2 separate regions of the Mus musculus genome follow, and region 1 is linked to region 2. The links are chromatin contacts, called in public Hi-C maps. All regions are on one chromosome and are shown on one strand. Each heading gives the region's core, a stretch centred on a gene start, on an enhancer-like site or on the middle of the called end of the contact. The rest is flanking DNA. Distances are from core to core; before and after follow the strand shown.

Region 1 (2,903 bases), core at 396-2,895, 150 kb after region 2:
TCATTCATGCATCCAAAATACAATTCAAGTACCACGTACAAAACATCTATTCTTATTCAAACTTAGCTAATACTGTTCTATTCCCATATCCCATCAGTAACTAAAATACTTTTAATGCTTAATTATAACTTTATTTTACTATCTCCCTTCAGTGCTTGACTTTGAATTTAGCCCTCAAAGTCTCAGTGTCTGTGGAAGAAACCGATATGTCCTTTACACTCAATAGTTGCAAACATTTGTGTGATAGAATGACCTACATGTCCAGTAAAATGACTTTCAGCTAAAATAAATGGTTGTGTTTCTATCACTGCTCAGGCTTTATCTAAAATCATCTTGTTTGTACCACAAATATTTCTACTGTTATTGGTGGCAGTCACCAATCTTCACCCTACCCCCCACCCCCACCCTAAGGCTTGCTTCGCCTATATACATGTGGTTTCAGGAATAGAAACCAAGTCGAGTTGGAATTCTAAGGATATTATTAACTTATGTAGGATGCAATTTCCTTCTCCATCTGCATAAATGGATTGAGATATATATTACAAGGATCTTCAGACCTAGGTAAGTGTGTGCTTTAGCACAGGACTAAGGCTCACCCTCTGGAAATACTGTGATGTCCCTGCGTGCCACACCTAGAAAGAGCAACTCAGCAAACTTCAGTGCAAGTCCTTTTCTCTTTAGCTTTTCTTTCCTTTCTGATGCCCTTTCTCCTGAATACATGGCATACCTGGAAAATCCATGGAGAGCTAATTCCTTTTGGAGACACATGGTATGTGAAGCTCAATTTCATAGCCTATGGCAAAATGAGTTTATAATTATATGATAAACATTTAGTTGGATCTAACCATAAGTTTTTATCACAGGAAAATATGCCTTAGTTTATATTTATAGTTGTACTAGATAAAAAAAAATTCACCCTGGCCTACTGTCTCTTTAATATATCTAAATATTTTGTATGGCTTTTGACTTATAATAAGTTGGCTTATGAGTTGTTTAAAATTTTATTTTAAATCAGAAAATTTAAGGTAGTTGCTGATCTAATGCCAAGTCTTTCTGTATAATACAAACTTTTGGGAATTCATAGCTCTTCAATTTGCATCTGGAGTAAGATTTTAATAAGTTGTTATAGACTTGTGTCATCTATAAGTATATTGGAGGGTGTACACATGAATTAAATTCATTTTATTAAGATCTCATTTCTCACTGTGTGTGTTCCAGTCCCACCCAGTATGGATATATTTTATTTTCTTATCACATGGTGTAATGTTACATAAGTTATCATTAACAATGTTGATAATCTCCACAAGCCCAGTCCCAAATGGTTCTTGATTCCAAATTAGAAACATGCTGGCTTTAAAGTAATACTTTGTTGACTTTGAGGAAAAGTAAGTGGGTAAAATAAATATGTCTGCATATTCTCAGAGAAGCTGCCATCTAAATATCATCGAGACTGAAAGTGTTTCATGTACAATATCTTTTATTTATTTGTTTTGATACAGGGTCCCACTCTGCTGCTCTAGATGTCCTAGAATTCACTGTGTCATCACAGGCTGGCCTCAAACTCCCACAGATCCATGTGCCTCTGCTTCCTGAGTCCTAGAATTAACAGCATGCACCAGCACAGCATGGATTATGTCTCACTAATGGTGTGCTTTGTTAAAAATAAAAGATACTGCCTAGGCATTAAGGTTGCACTATAGATGCCATGTCCCATAGCTGCCTTTTTGTGAGGTAATTTCTTGGTTGTTACCATCATATGTCTCTGCAACTCTTGAAGAACTAAGTTACTATGATGCAGTGCAAGAATTTTTCAATAGAAATATAAAAGTAAGCAGGAAATTTATCAGACTTAACAAGCTAGTAAGAACTACAAAAGCTGACATTTCACACATAGCAACGATCCAAAAAGCAAAAGCCATGAACCAACCTTTGTCCACCAGCCCCACCGCATGGCGGTGTGAGAATTTACAGCTCATCAGAGGAAACTATTTTTACCAATTATTTAAAATGCTTCACATCAGTCGAATGCTTCGCGGCAAATGTTCTTTTCAAGTGGTAGAAGGACTCAGCATTCCACAAGAAAGAATGTATAGTCTTGACCTTGTTCCAGCCTTAAGAGACTCTAAGAATATCATGCTTTTTCCTGCTTAAAACACATATTGCAGCAGACAAACCTTGAATTTTAAATCTAAATGCTTCCAGAAAACTTTGCAGTATTGTTTTTGCAGCTTACAATACAGAATCAGAAGAGTCTGTGGTTTGCTTTATTTTAGGCAATAACATTTTATTCATTAAAATTTGTCTGGGTATCTTGTTATCTCCAAGCAAATAATTGCATTTCAAAATATGAGGATATATAAAACACTTCAGCACCACATACAACTCTAAGAGACCTTTAGAAGTTAAATCAGTGATTTCCCACTTCTCACTTCTCTCCTCCTGTTCCTTCAGTTTGTTGCTTAAATTGCACTGCACAAATCTTACAGTGATGCTTGCTTTTATGAGAGGGATTTCCCTTTAATCCAATGTACTTCTTTTTAGTAAGCATTATTGCATATACTTAAGGTATACAGCAATGATGTATAACCATCATCATGTGGTGTCACACACATAGTGACCCCCTTGGGGTATTTTTATGATAAGAGTAGCCAAGGTCTCCTCATACATTGTGAGTCCTACTTAAAGAACTTGATTACTATATACAGTCCTTGTACTTCACACACAGTCTCTGGGTTCAATCTGTCACCTTTCCCCATAAATCTAAGATCTTTAGAAAACAAGCAGACAGTGACTTTCTGCCCATTTTTGAGACCAGAGTGCAGCAATATATTTTAAAGAAATAAATACATTCTTAAAAAGAAAATCCTTCAATACAATTTTTTTGTGAGAAGCAAAATCTAGGA
Region 2 (2,700 bases), core at 143-2,642:
GCCAGTATCAAGGTCATTTCCCATCCGAGCCACACCAGGCGGACAATGGGGGTCATTTCACAGATACAAGCCGGTAATTAGAGGTGACTGCCTCTGGCTGTGTGCATGCTGGGGGGGAGCACTGTCTGGCTATGGTCCAGGGGTGCTCGGCCTGGAGAGGGTTTGAGTGGTGGGGGCGGGGATTTAGTCACACTCCCTGAAGCTCAAGTGAATAGCACCAGCAGAATTTGAGAAGCCTTCTTGGGTTTTTTGCAACACTGCTGTGCAGAAACTTCCCTACCATCCTTGAATTTTAAACAGTAAGGCAACACTACTATGAAAGGTACATGCTCTTTTCAAGAGACATGTTGTTGCCATGCTAGTATTCCTCTAGGGGGAGCTGTTGGGTTCAACTTCCTGAGAAGCCAAGACAGGTCCAGAAATTTTAGAGTTGGAGGCAGATAAAACGTGTTGCCAAAATCAGTGCAGGCAGTGCAAACACAGATCTGAGAAGATCTGGTCCTCAGGATCCCCTCCCCTGGAGGATGGACCATGATAGTGTGCTCCCAACCTCTACCCGTTCATGGATGTTCTCTTCTCTGTCAAGCTGGAGGACCTGTCTCTCAGCACTGCTCTCGGGATGGACTTGGCGGATCAGCTACTGAAGCAAATCTTTTGACCTCAACTATGATCTTGTTGCCTGGATGAACACATCCTGACCACCCCCAATGTAGGGTCTGAGCTCTGAATCAGACAAGAGCTGCTCAGTGCCCATTCCCTGGGAGCTGGGAACGAGCTTGATTTGGGGAGTTTGGCCACTGTCACCCTTTGCTTCCATAAGCCACCTCCTGACCTCAGCAAGTGTACCCTCCTGGATTTCGGTAATTCTATGGCACCCTAGCAGCGGTCTTTGCTAATCCTTTGCCTTTGGAGATGAGCCAAAACCTGGCTCAAGCTGAGGTGGATTCAGTGAATGGCTCCCCCCTGCTATTGCGTCCATTTGCATATCAATCAACGTTTTCCCAAGAAATTGGACTTTTCATTTTCACAGGAGCAGAGCAAGACAGAGCCAGGAAATAGCACACTGATAACCTTGTCTAGACTCCCAACCAAACACAAGGAGCCCCTCACATTCTAACAAATCAATAATACATCCCACACACACCTGTACTACGTTATACGGTAGTCAGCAGGGCTGTTTCAGACTTCACAAAAAACAGTTCTTTACTAGGGCAGCCTGAAGCCTGATCTAGCTTATAATCTACTCAGTGGTGACACAAACCACCCTGGAAGGTTTCCCAACTTCCCAGGTTGGTGTTATGTATCTGAGCTTCAAAGCAAGGGTGTGCACAGCCCACATTCCTGCAGGAAGTAAGGGATCTGCAGGAACAGAAATTGAAAGGCAGTTACCTGGCACCAGGCTGACACAATCTGTTCAAAGGACTGTGCACAGGCATGAGGTCAGTGGAGAGAAAGCCCAGTCAGTGAGACAGGCTTCCTCCAGCCTTGGTGGTTACCAGCTAGCCAGTGGCACCTGCCAAGCTCAGAGAGTTGCAGCATTTGAGTGTTTTGTTTTTTATCTTTGCAGGAGATTTCTATGTCACGGAGGCCAAGGACCTACATTTTTATGAAGCAACATGTTTTGAAGACGATTGTTACTAGTGACCTCTTTGCCAACTCCTTGACAGCTATCACTATGCTATTCAGAGTCAAGGCAAGAAGGAAGAGAGCACACAATATACAACTCTACTACCTGAATTTAAAAGGAGGAATCCTGCTTTCCTCTTGGGAGTAGATTTCTGTTTTTCAACTCCAAATGTTTGTCTCTATTTCAGAATTCTGCCAATATAGGTTGGATATCTGTAATCTGGAAATCTACCATCCAAATTTTTTCTCAATTCTGAATCTTTTTAAATGCAGAAAGAAAAAAAAAAAGCTACACTTGTGAAATCCCCCACCTGACATCCTTGAAAGGTCCCCCTGTAATACAAGTGGTGAATTTACCAAATAAGAGAACTATTCTAGTCTACTTTCTGTTGCTGTGATAATCATCATAATCATAACTATCTGAGGAGGAAAAGGTTTATTTTATTTTCTGTTTCCTGGTAACAGTCCATCACTAAGGGAAGCCAGAGCAGGAGCCCAAGCAAGAACTGAACCAGAAATAATGATGGAATCCCATTTTGTGGCTTGCTCCTCCTGGCTTCTTCATTTTGCTTTCTTATACAACCCACAAACATCTGTCCAGGGGTGACACTGCTCACAGTGATCTGAGCCTTCCTGTATCAATCAATAATCAAGAAATAACCTCAAAGGCGTGCCCACAAGTCAATCGAATGGAGGCATTTCCTCAGTTAAGGTTTCTTAGTCCCATGTGACTCTAGTTTATGTCAAGTTAATGAAAGTAACCAGCATGGTCATCTCATGGTTATCAGATGTGTCTAAGCTGCGCATCAAACATAAATGAGCTTCAGGTTTAGATTTTGGCTCATTCCCAAAGTACCATGCTAAAAAGATGCAAACATTCACAACTCTTAAATCAAGGCTACTTGACCTGTATTTTGAAGAGGAAGCGTTAGCCATTCTTAGTGTCATCTTACCTTTTAGATGGCTAAGAAACACTGTGTTTGAAAATATGACTCTGTGGGAATGACAATGGATATATAGATGACAACGGATGACAAGGCAATGCAGAACCCTCAAGTGATGATTTTGAACACT

What was found. Hi-C and Micro-C count contacts between places; a contact is called where the count stands out from the background.
Region 1: a Hi-C map of cerebellar granule neurons shows a contact between it and region 2, with 2.4 times the contacts expected there. The contact joins two enhancer-like sites. A contact is called at or near these places in 23 of 484 Hi-C or Micro-C datasets (CD8 T cells, the CH12 cell line, adipose-derived mesenchymal stem cells and 14 more), 1 of 115 datasets of contacts at active chromatin or transcription factors (embryonic fibroblasts) and 1 of 9 other capture datasets (embryonic stem cells).

What each region holds. Positions count from the first base shown.
Region 1 is chr14:59,082,671-59,085,573 of GRCm38.p6, forward strand. No RefSeq gene overlaps it. Among named protein-coding and RNA genes, the nearest start is that of Gm41162, 38 kb to the left of the region's middle. Within about 2 kb of position 1,646, at least 6 of the 459 cell types and tissues checked have an H3K27ac peak or open chromatin away from gene starts, as enhancers often do. A contact at or near this core is called in cerebellar granule neurons, where this site is marked.
Region 2 is chr14:58,937,884-58,940,583 of GRCm38.p6, forward strand. No RefSeq gene overlaps it. Among named protein-coding and RNA genes, the nearest start is that of Gm33472, 110 kb to the right of the region's middle. Within about 2 kb of position 1,393, at least 6 of the 459 cell types and tissues checked have an H3K27ac peak or open chromatin away from gene starts, as enhancers often do. A contact at or near this core is called in cerebellar granule neurons, where this site is marked.